Regions from separate parts of the Hordeum vulgare genome. Here region 2 is linked to region 1. The links are chromatin contacts, called in public Hi-C maps. All regions are on one chromosome and are shown on one strand. The core of a region is the stretch at or near the end of the contact, and the rest is flanking DNA. Distances in the headings are between cores, read along the strand shown.

What was found. A called contact is a pair of places that touch in the nucleus more often than the background predicts.
Region 2: a Hi-C map of leaf shows a contact between it and region 1, with 4 times the contacts expected there. The contact joins the promoter of LOC123424878 here to the promoter of LOC123424875 in region 1. A contact is called at or near these places in 3 of 6 Hi-C or Micro-C datasets (leaf and seedling) and 1 of 1 datasets of contacts at active chromatin or transcription factors (embryo).

Annotation. Positions count from the first base shown.
Region 1 is chr2H:54,565,821-54,571,561 of MorexV3_pseudomolecules_assembly, reverse strand. It overlaps LOC123424875 (ubiquitin carboxyl-terminal hydrolase 24), which reads left to right and starts at 3,206. Exons shown (of 7, transcript XM_045108567.1): 1 at 3,206-3,594; 2 at 4,117-5,379; 3 at 5,460-5,647. The coding sequence starts at 3,577.
Region 2 is chr2H:54,690,491-54,696,231 of MorexV3_pseudomolecules_assembly, reverse strand. It overlaps LOC123424878 (UDP-N-acetylglucosamine--dolichyl-phosphate N-acetylglucosaminephosphotransferase), which reads right to left and starts at 2,706. Exons shown (of 11, transcript XM_045108570.1): 1 at 2,195-2,706; 2 at 890-977; 3 at 708-799; 4 at 487-605; 5 at 1-114. The coding sequence starts at 2,556.

The sequences.
Region 1 (5,741 bases), core at 1,957-4,456:
CCGAGTTAGTTTTGATGGGGTTTGATCCCTAGTATCCACTATGTTCTAAGATTGATGTTGCTACTACTTTGCTATGCTTAATGCTTGTCACTAGGACCTGAGTGCCATGATTTCAGATCTGAACCTATTATGTTTTCATGAATATATGTGTGTTCTTGACCTATCTTGCAAGTTGTAGTCACCTACTATGTGTTATGACCCGGCAACCCCGGAGTGACAATAGCTGGAACCACTCCCAGAGATGACCATAGTATGAGGAGTTCATGTATTCACTATGTGCTAATGCTTTGTTCCGGTTCTCTATTAAAAGGAGACCTTAATATCCCTTAGTTTCCATTAGGACCCCGCTGCCAGGGAAGGGATGGACAATAGATGTCATGCAAGTTCTTTTCCATAAGCATGTATGACTAAATACGGAATACATGCCTACATTATATTGACGAACTGGAGCTAGTTACATATCACCCTGTGTTATAACTTTTACATGATGAATGTCATCCGGCATAATTATCCATCACCGATCCAATGCTTACGAGTCTTTTCCTACTGGTCCTTGCTAAGCTACTTTACCGCTACTGTTGTCACTACTATTGCTGTCACTACTGCTACCGTTACTATCACACTACTTTGCTACTGAAACTTTGCTGCAGATACTAAGTCTTTTTGGTGTGGTTGAATTGACAACTCAACTGCTAATACTCGAGGATATTCTTTGGCTTCCCCTTATGTCGAATCAATAAATTTGGGTTGAATACTCTACCCTTGAAAACTGTTGCGATCCCCTATACTTGTGGGTTATCAGTGGGTGGGCTGAAAAAAGCAACCTCCTCCTGTTGCTCCAAGATCAATCTAGCATGGAGATCATGAGAGTTGACTCATGTCACTCCTAGATCTGGCTTGATGCCAAACCCAGAAGATCAACTCTCCGCCCTAGTCCACGACATACTTTATGTTACCAAATCTAACGACCTGACCTGGAGCAAAAGTCTTGACTTGGCCGAGGTGGTGAGTTGAGTCGACGGCACCAAAAACGAACGTTTACCCCGACACAGAGATCATAGGAACATATCTGAACTCCCATCGAGTTGTGACGTTCACCTAACACGACCTGCATGGGCCACCGCTATCACAGTTAAATATGGCAGAACCCTCGTTAGGGTACCTAGCTAGGCGACTTGGCCCAATGGTAATAGGGGCAATGTTTTACCCGGGTTTGAGCTCTCGCATGGGAGATAATACCCTATGTCTTGCTTCTGTATATCGTGTTGGTGTGTGTAAGAGTACACTCAAAGTACCAAGGGGTTGTATGTTGTCCTATCGACGAGCCCATACCTTAGCTTATATAACATACCGGGGGTCCTAGGGTTACAGAATTAGGTCGGCTACATCGGTGGAGGTAGAGTCCTCCGTGATACCGGATTGCACTCCAAGTCTTTCAAAATTTTCATGTAATTCATCATGGGCCACCCAATCCGGCCCAGAACAGAACCAACATATGGTCGTCAACACGTCCACGAGGCCGGAGACCAATATGGTGAGAGACCCCTTGGCTTGGACGCCGTTAGTCATTTTTCCATTATCTTGTTGTGACCATGATTGTTGTACGTGCATCAGCCTCTTCCTCTCTCTCTCTTTCTCTCTCTGTGTGTACTCTTCATCTTGTATTCAAGTGATATCTCTTATTATCAAGCTATATCTTCGGTTACTTCCATGCACTACAATGCACTCCCATGGTATGTGTCATATTACTGATGTTACCACAATACGAAATGACACATGCATGTGCATTCCAAAATAAAATTTCAAATAATGCATGCAAACATGAAGAACAAAAAAAACTTTTATGTTATACTCAATGGTGATCTCATCAATCAACAATGGGGGGGGGGGCGTTGGAATGTGCATCTCTTGGATACCCCCTATTTGGGATTTTTGATGATTTATGACATAACCATTGAGAGGATTAATATCTATATCGAGTTAATCGTGTACATAGTCCTTGACTTTAAGGGGAACATCGTTGGTGACCCCTCCTATAAGTTTTCAAGTTACTGCCCACAACAAGCTTCCGGAATGTACTTTACAAGTTTTGATGAATCCAAGATTCATATCGAGTGTGGGATAAGCATATTATGAAGAGGAGCACATACAAAGGTAATTTGGTATAAAATTTCATGAAAGATCGTAAGCTCAAAGTCCTAAAAATTCCACTTTAGGGCTTAGGATCTTTCCTTCCCATGCTACCGAGCACTCAGGGTTAGTGTCTTCATACGATTCAAACCAAGTTTCTTATATCACCAGAAATGTTGTGCCTTTTTTATTATTCTGGTGCTACCAAGCTTATCAATTTGAGACATTTCTCTATGTTGTGTTATCCCGTGCAAAACATTTAGTAGCCCTCCTCAATTTTCTTCTTTATATAGTCATTGTATATATCCTATTACCAGTTACCACCGCAATTTCCTGTCTGGTACTTCCGAGTTGTGACAGAAGCCTTTTATGTGCATTCCCATTAAAAAGTTTATCTATCTAATACGATGCTTCTAAGCAATTGGATTTATGGGATGAAGAATAACTACATCAGCTAAAGCTAAAATATGTAGTCTAACCCTTTTAAAAGAAACCAACAGTATGTGTGTTGTTCATTTAGGGAGTAAAAACACACTACTAAGGTTTAGATAAATTAATAGCATAACATAGGCAGCATAACCGCCATCTAAAACACTCGTAAACAAACTTTAAAGGAGTCCGAGTATTTCTCTCACAGATTCATAATAATAAACTATTATAAATAAAATATGTTAGCACAGATGGATATTCATTTTAGCACTCTTCCTCTTGTTATATACTCAACGCGAGACCAAAACCACAAACTAAGTTCATTTCCATAACGCAGTTACATACTTCACGCACTTTTTTCGCCTTGTTAAAACAGAAACCCCAAATCAAATGCCAATATATATGGTGACAATGTGGTATTGAATATTACTTTTTTTTGAGCGGATTAGTATGTACCGAGGGCCCTTTGTATATTAATATAAAATGATTTGTTTTGAGAATTTTGATGACGAAAATAGCAGAAATGAATTTTTTGCATTCAGAAAAATGATGGCACGGCATCGCAGGGCGCAGGCACCCAATGAAACCGCGCGGCGCTGCGGAACGAGGCCATAAAACCCCAGCGGCACGGCCCACCACGGGGTCGCCGCCCACATAGGCAACAACAGCCAGCCCTCCCCCACACGCCCCCTTCCTTCCCAACCCCCCTCTCTCTCCCCACGCCTAAACCACACCGAATCCAAACCCTACGCCCTCGCCTCCGCCGCCGACCTCGCCCTCGCCCCCCGCCCACCGATCGCCCGCTCCCTCCCCGCCCGCGCCGCCGCGCCGCGCCGTTCCTGTGGCCGGCAGGGCAGCGCGGCCGCCGGCATCTAGGCGCCACCACCCCCGCGGCCGGCCGCCCCCTTTGATGTCTCCCGCCCGCCGCCTCGGCTCCCTCTGCTCCCAGGCGGGTCCCCGCGCGGTCAGCTCCACCCCCACATCCGCCCAGTGCACGGCATCCACACCGCAGCGGAGATGAGCGGCGCCGACAAGGTATATACATCCCATACATGCGTCCATCCATCCGCTCGCCCCGGGCGTTCGTGCGCATTCGCATTGATTAATCGCGCGATTTAATTGGTCCTCGATGCTGCCGCCGTGCCCTGGCGCGGCATTAAATACGGCGGGGACGGTTTCTGGTTGGGTGGCCTGAGCGAATTGATGCGGCTTTGCCGTTTTGGAGCACTGGCTAGCCTTGCTGATGTGATGCTACCGTGCGTGTGAAGCATGCTTGCGGCACTAGATGCCGTAGCACTGATGATGTGGGCTTATTTGGTGGTTACGTAGATGATCAGTGCTTAAAAGTGTATGATCAGATGGGATCCAGAGTTGAGTTTCCTTAGACCAGACAGCCGCGTGAAAGTCGTATAGAAGAGGTTACTGGTACAGTTTTTCTAGCAATGTTAACACTGATATCTTGCTACAGTGCTTGTTTGGATGTAAAGCAGGCTGCTTTAGTGCTCAAAGTTTTTCAGGTAGTCATTTGTTCTCATCATAGTTTCTTCTGTAATGCAGGTCGTGTTGTTTGGGTCCTTCACGGAGGATGAGACAAAGTTGTTCCAGGGGCAGCCTGCTAAAAGTGAGGAGAAATCATGGGAACTACCTGAGATCCAGTTTGGGTCACTGAATTTTTCTGTGCTAAGTTTAGAGAAAGTGTCGAATGCCATCACTGAAGGCTGTGCCCATTCTCCAAAACCAACTTATGGCCATACAAAGGATCTCGCTGGCAGTGATCAGAAGGAAACTGTAACATCTAGCTTACCAAATGGTGGACCAGTGCTGTTCAATGGATTTCCTGCCGACGTTTCTCCTACTAATGGTATTCTCAAGAATGTGAAGTCTGAAGCTTCGGTTCCTTCAGCTGGGCTGGCCAGCAATTTAAAGGAGACCAAAGCAACGGTTCCTTCAGCTGGCCCTGTGAGCAATGTAAAGAAGAATGAAACTCCAGTTCCTTCAGCTCATCCTGTCAACGATGTAAAGAAGAATGAAGCTAGGCCGATCAACAATGTAAAGAAGGAATGTACGGCCCCTTCAGCTGGGCCTGTCAACAATGTGAAGAAGGCTGAAGCCACCGCTCCTTCAGCTGGGCCTGTCAACAATGTGAAGAAGGCTGAAGCCACCGCTCCTTCAGCTGGGCCTGTCAACAATGTGAAGAAGGCTGAAGCTACCGCTCCTTCAGCTGGGCCTGCCAACAATGTGAAGAAGGCTGAAGCCACCGCTCCTTCAGCTGGGCCTGCCAACAATGTGAAGAAGGCTGAAGCTATGGTTCCTTCAGTTAAGCCTGCCAACAATGTGAAGAAGCCTGAAGCTAAGGTTCCTTCACCTGGGCCTGTCAACAATGTGAAGAAGGCTGAAGCTATGGTTCCTTCACCCGGGCCTGTGAACAAGGTTGAAGCTGCGGCTCCTTCACCCGGGCCTGCCAACGATGTAAAGAAGACTGAATCTGTGGTTCCTTCAGTTGCGCCTATCAAGAGCATTAGCAGTTCAACGCCAATTGCTGGGTCAGGGCCGCACCATGTTGGTCTCAGATGTACAGAAAGCAGCGGTTCAGCTATGTTAGTAACTGAGAATGGAAGTGCAGGTGCTGATGCACCTATTATTGCAGCTCCAGCAGATGAGTCTGTCACAAGTTCAAATGAGGAGAATAAGCCTTTGCTTCCTCACGGTTTGAAGAATACTGGAAATATATGCTTCCTAAATGCAACTTTGCAGGCTTTCCTTTCATGCTTTCCTTTTGTTCAGCTTGTACAAGACCTGAAGAACCGGAATATACCCAAGGTACTACTACCTAAATGAATCAGTTTCATGTCCTCTCTGCTGATTTCATTGGCTTTTGTTCTGACTACTGCTAATTTTAGGCTGGCTACCCTACTCTGAGCGCGTTCATTGAGCTCGTCTCTCAGTTTGATGTACTTGATGAGTCCACTATGAAGAAAGACGAGAGGTTTGCTTTAGTCGCTGCAAAAGTAATCAATCCTACCATGTTTGATCAAGTTCTGAGAAATTTTACTCCAGATGTACCGGCTGGAACATCTGCTCGGCCAAGGTAAGTTGACACTGTTCTTGGTTATTAATTGTGAAATTAATGAAATGTGACGCTAATTGATTGGCTGTCATAGGTACTACTAGAAAATAACATA
Region 2 (5,741 bases), core at 1,457-3,956, 130 kb before region 1:
CAGCAGATATGACAACTGTCTGCCCAACTTCAAGACCATTCAGCCCAGCATGAATGTTGATTGAATTTGTACAAAAAACTGCTAACAAAAGCATGAAGAGCTTGTACATCCAACCTGCATACCAAAGAAAACAAGGTTGGTGTTGGTATTCTATTATCTAGTGTGTGCATCTCGGTCCACACAGAATTTGGTCAATAGCAGAAATTGCGTTCAAAAGGCAAATAAGTAAAACCGAAAGAAATGCATCTCAGCAGTACTGGCACACATGGATCTCTCAGTTCATTCATTTCAACAGTTGAGGTTACATATGGTATATCTGCTGAGAGATTTCAAAAGGCATTTTGAAAGAAGCAATGTACAAGATGGACTTGGTCACTCTAACAAGTGATGAAATCAAAAGGCATAAGTGCTTCCATCACACCAATATTTGGAATCACTCAATATTTACTGTGTCAAAATTCACTTATTTTGGGTTTGTAAACATACCTAACTCCAGAACTTCTACTCCGACATAGGATGCTAGAGGCTTTGGAATGATGATGGAAGTACCACCAGCATATGCCATAAGCAGAGGGAGTGCTGCAATCGTAGGCAGCAGCAGTTTCCTGTTCAATGTAGTTCATTCCAAAAACAATTTATCAGAATCAAGAAAGTAATAGCAATTGCACTATTGAAATAAACTGAAGGACACTCTGAAAAAAACATACACTCTCCATGGAATATCAAGAACATCATCAATAAATCCAAGAAGGATCATAAAGCAGACTGATGCTAATGCTGCATTATATTCAACAAGCCACTGCAAAAAGAAAAAGGGGCGAAATGAAACTCAGGGCATAACATATATTTTGTGAATTCCAAAAACGACAACTTCTAGTCATAAACATACAATGGAATCCGCTGTGAAGTTGAAATGTTGAAATAGAATAGCAATGACCAAGTAGACAATCCCAACAACAATGCCTAGTGACTCAGGCCTGCAAAACAAGTAAAATGTTTAGACAATAAAGAATGTCAACTCGCAGCTTTATATTAAGCCAGATCGTGTAGCAAATTCATATGAAAGGCGTGCAATGGGTACTTTTGATTTTTGTTTTTAAATTGCTCCTTCAATGTACAAATATGAGTTGTGCACACTTCTCAAAAATAATGCTATGTTTCAGTTTCTCTTGCCGACTTTGTACATGTATATACATGCACTGCATGGTTATTTGGTGCTGGTGGGCGTAGCTTATTCTGGTTGTCTTAGGTGCTGGTGAGATGTTCAGTTGTTAGTTTGCCTCCCTGCGTGGAGTGGATTCAGGCGATGACCTGTGTTGTTTTTCTGGAGATTCCTAAACTTGTTTGGGTGGTTTTGTGCGTAGTATAGGTGTTCTTGGGTTTTCGCCCTACGGTAGGTTGCTCGATGACGAGTGCCTATGTGTAGGTTTCCCAAGAATGCTTTGAACTCGCACCCCTTTTCTGGTTTCCCTTTTGGATTTTGGACAATGTATTTCCGTTATGTGAGTAATGGAAAGGGGGTTGCCCGGTTAAAAAAAAAAATCAGTATCATACAGCCCAAAGAAAGCATTCAAAAATGCACATTCAAGAAAGCTCCTTAAATAACACATGGTTGGTGTCCTTTCTTTGATGTATATGTTCTTCAGAGGTATGCAAGAACTTTGACCAGTAAGAAAGACTACTCTAAGTTCCAAGATCATTTTGGTTCACACTTAACCCAAGGGGATGGAATGGTGCACGAATTCTATCCGTAGGCCGAAATACTTAAGCACGGCATTCCTTGGCAACATATAAAAGTCAAAGAACATAAATATTATGTGGAAATAGAAATAATTTACTGCTTAACTTAACCCCCAAACTGGACAATCTGTCAAACAGAGTCAACACCCACCAACGAATGCAAATATCCATCACTCGAGGAAATTCCTCTCAGCTACTATCAGCTGTCCCAATATGACCTCTAGTTTCGAGCTGTAAGAAAACAGTTAGTTTAGCCTATGAAACTATGAAGTATTGATGTCTACTAGTACCAAATGCATGGATTTCAGCTGAGCTGAAATCGCTTCTTGTACTCCATAGTTTCCACCGTGAATTGCAGCAGCTGCCAACGCAACAAATTCCCCGCCTCTCTCCCTATCTATCTATAAAAGCACAGAGCAGACTGCAAGTTATCAAAATTGTACCCGTGACTCACACTGTGATCTCTCCCATGGGCAAGCCCTTCTTGTTGATGTCCTTGCCGAACATCCCGCGGCGGAGGAGGTAGCGGGCGGCGACCGGGATGAGGCGGAGCACGACGAAGAAGCCGCCGAGGCTAATGGCCCCGCAGATTAGGATGGATCGCCGCAGATCGGCATCCAGGGGGTAGTGCACGAACGCCAGGTACGAGAAGGGCGCGAGGAAGAGAGCCATCGCCGCGAGGACCACGCGAAGGTTCGGCGGCCGGAGCACCAGGTCTCCCGGCGCCGCGGCCGGCGCAGCGGCGGCAGCAGCAGCCGGCCGCGACTTCGTCGGCCTATCGGCTGCCGCCGCTCCGGGCCTGCGGCGGACGTCCATGGGAGGAGGGCTTGGAGTTAGGTGAAGTGGGCAGCGGGCGGGTAGCTGTCAGGGAGGTCGGGGTGCGTGCGCCGGCGGCGGCGGCGTGGTGTCTGCTCGCCCTCGCCGGCGATGGGGTCGGGAGCACGGGAAGGTTTATAGTTGTGGCCCCGCGGTGACGTGGAGGGGTCTCATTGGCTGTTGTCACGTGTTCGGCGGGCACTGGAGAGGCTTCCGTGGAATCGTCGTGCCTGGAATTGGAGCTTTGTTTTGTTTGGAAGATACTCGCAAATTATTTTAAAAATCGCTCAACCGGATGTATCTATCCATTTCAAAATTTGGCGCACAATCTAGAAAAGTAAAAAAATACTACAAATCAGCCAGTGAACTGTACTATATCTCATGATAGTTTATATTCAAAATGTCATGTTTGTTGAATCCCTTTGCTATAATCTTTTTTCTATATCTAGACTAGCAGACTTTGGTTTTAATGTGATATTTACGAAAGTTGATTGCCAAGTCTTTCGTCAAGACAATCATAACATGATCTTTACCGGTTTTCATAGAGGTGATCTATATATTGCCAAGTCTTTCGTCAAGATAATCATAACATGGCATAGAAGGCTAGGACATGTTGATATGCGTAATCTTGACACGTTTATCAAAGGTGATCGTATTTTGGGTGTTAAAGATGTTATCTTTGACAAAGATAGACTTTGTAACGCTTATCAAGCAGGAAAACAAGTAGATGGAAGTCATCCCGTAAAAAACATCATGGCTACTAGAACGCCACTCGAGCTGCTTCACATGGATCCCCTTGGTCCCAATGCTTACAAGAGCCTCGGTGGAAATTATTTTGGTCTAGTAATTGTTGGGTGTTATTTCTTGATGACAAGTCGCAGGTACAAAAGATCTTCAAGAACTTCGTTCAGAAAGGCCAAAATCAGTTCGAAGTGAAGATCAAGAAAGTTTGGAGCGACAACAAATCGGAGTTCAAGAACACAAATGTGGATACTTTTCTTGACAAAGAGGGTAACTCACATGAGTTCTCGGCAGCATACACACCTCAACAGAATGAAGTTGTTGAGAGGAAGAACCGGACTTTCATAGAGATGGCTATAATGATGATCGACGAATACAAGACGCTAAGACACTTTTGGGCAGAAGCCGTGGAAACAACTTTTCATGCCACAAACCGACTCTACCTACACAAGCTTCTCGGTAAAACGACATACGAGCTACTCATCGGTAACAAACACCAAGTTGGATACTTTCGGGTATCCGACTCAAAGTGCTACATTCTTGATAAGCATCATCATTCTAAATTTGCTCCTAAATCTCATGAAGGTTTCCTACTTGGTTACGGTTCAAACTCTCACACTTATCGTGTCTACACCAACTTCACTCGAAAAGTTGAAGAGACGGTAGCTGTGAAGTTTGATGAACCTAATGGTTCGCAAGTCGAACAATTGTCATATAATGCAGGAGATAAGGAACATCCAGAAGCCATTCAAGACCTGTCCATCGGCAAGATTCGTCCCAAGGAGGTGAAGGTAATTACTTCATCAACACAAGTGGAAGATCCTAGTTCGTATCAAGGCGAACCAAAAAACAATATGGAGGCATCCACAAGTGGTACACGACATTATGAAGAGGAGGAAGAAGTGCATCGTGATGATCCTCCTCAACCTTCTTCACCACCACCTCAAGGAGATGACACCATCAAGGACAACGAAGAAGAAGATGATGATGAGGAAGCTCCACCATCCAACAAGAAGAAGTTGTCACGAGTTCGAGCACGAGTGAACAAGAATCAATCGTAGATCAAATCTTCAATGGCATACAAATCGGGAGACTCACTCGCTCTAAAACTCGTTTAGCTAACTTTTGTGAGCATTGCTCATTTATCTCTATCATTGAGCCTATGAAGGTGAAGAAGCACTTTAAGACCCGGATTGGGTGACTGCCATGCATGAAGAGCAACACAGCTTTGAGAGAAATGAAGTGTGGACACTTGTGGAGAAGACCAAGGATGAGCACAACATCATTGGTACAAACTGGGTGTTTTGGAACAATCAAGATGAAGATGGCCAAGTGGTACGCAACAAGGCACGTCTCGTAGCTCAAGGTTATATGCAAGTCAAAGGTATGGACTACGGTGAGACCTATGCCCCCGTTGCTAGAATTGAAGCCATTCGTATTCTTCCTGCTTATGCAAATCACCATGATATTACTCTTTACCAAATGAATGTCAAAAGTTCTTTTCTAAATGGTGAAATTGAAGAGGAATTTTATGTCAAACAACCTCCCGGCTTTGTGAACCCTAAGAAACCTAATCATGTTTATAAACTTTGTAAAGCTCTATATGGACTTAAACAAGTCCCTCGAGCTTGGTACAAATGCCTAACGAAGTTTCTTATTGAAAAGGGTTTTGAGATCGGAAAAATTGATGCAACCTTATTCACTAAAATATTTAATGGTGAATTATTTGTATGCCAACTTTATGTGGATGATATTATCTTTGGTTCTACTAACCCATGTTTTAGTGAAAAGTTTGGAAGGTTGATGTTCGAGAAGTATGAGATGTCCACGATGTGTGAGCTGAAATTCTTTCTTGGTTTGCAAATCAAACAAACGAAAGAAGGCACGTTTATCTCTCAAACCAAGTACACCAAGTACTCAATCAAGAAGTTCAACATGCAAGAGTGCAAAGGTATGAAAACTCCTATTCCAACTAGTGGAAATGTGGACCTCACCAAGGAGGACAAACCAGTTGATCAAAAGGTTTATTGATCAATGATCAGTTTATTGCTATATCTATTTACCTCCCGTCCCGATATCATGCTAAGTGTGTGCATGTGTGCCCGTTATCAAACGACACCCAAGGAGTGTCATCCAAAGGATGTGAAAAGAATTGTGAGATACTTGGTACATAGAGCAAACTTTGGCATATGGTATCCCAAGGGATCTTCTTCTAATCTTGTTGGTTATTCCAACTCGGACTATGTCGGAGACAAGGTTGATAGAAAATCCATGTCGGGTATATGTCAATTTCTTGGGAGATGTCTTGTGTTTTGGTCATCCGAGAAACAAAACTCGGTATGTGTCACACCCCAAAAATTTAATCATATTTTTATGAAATAAAATATTGCCTGGATAAAAGTTCTTTTAAAATAAATTGCTTCACGACTCTTCTCAAAGCCTCT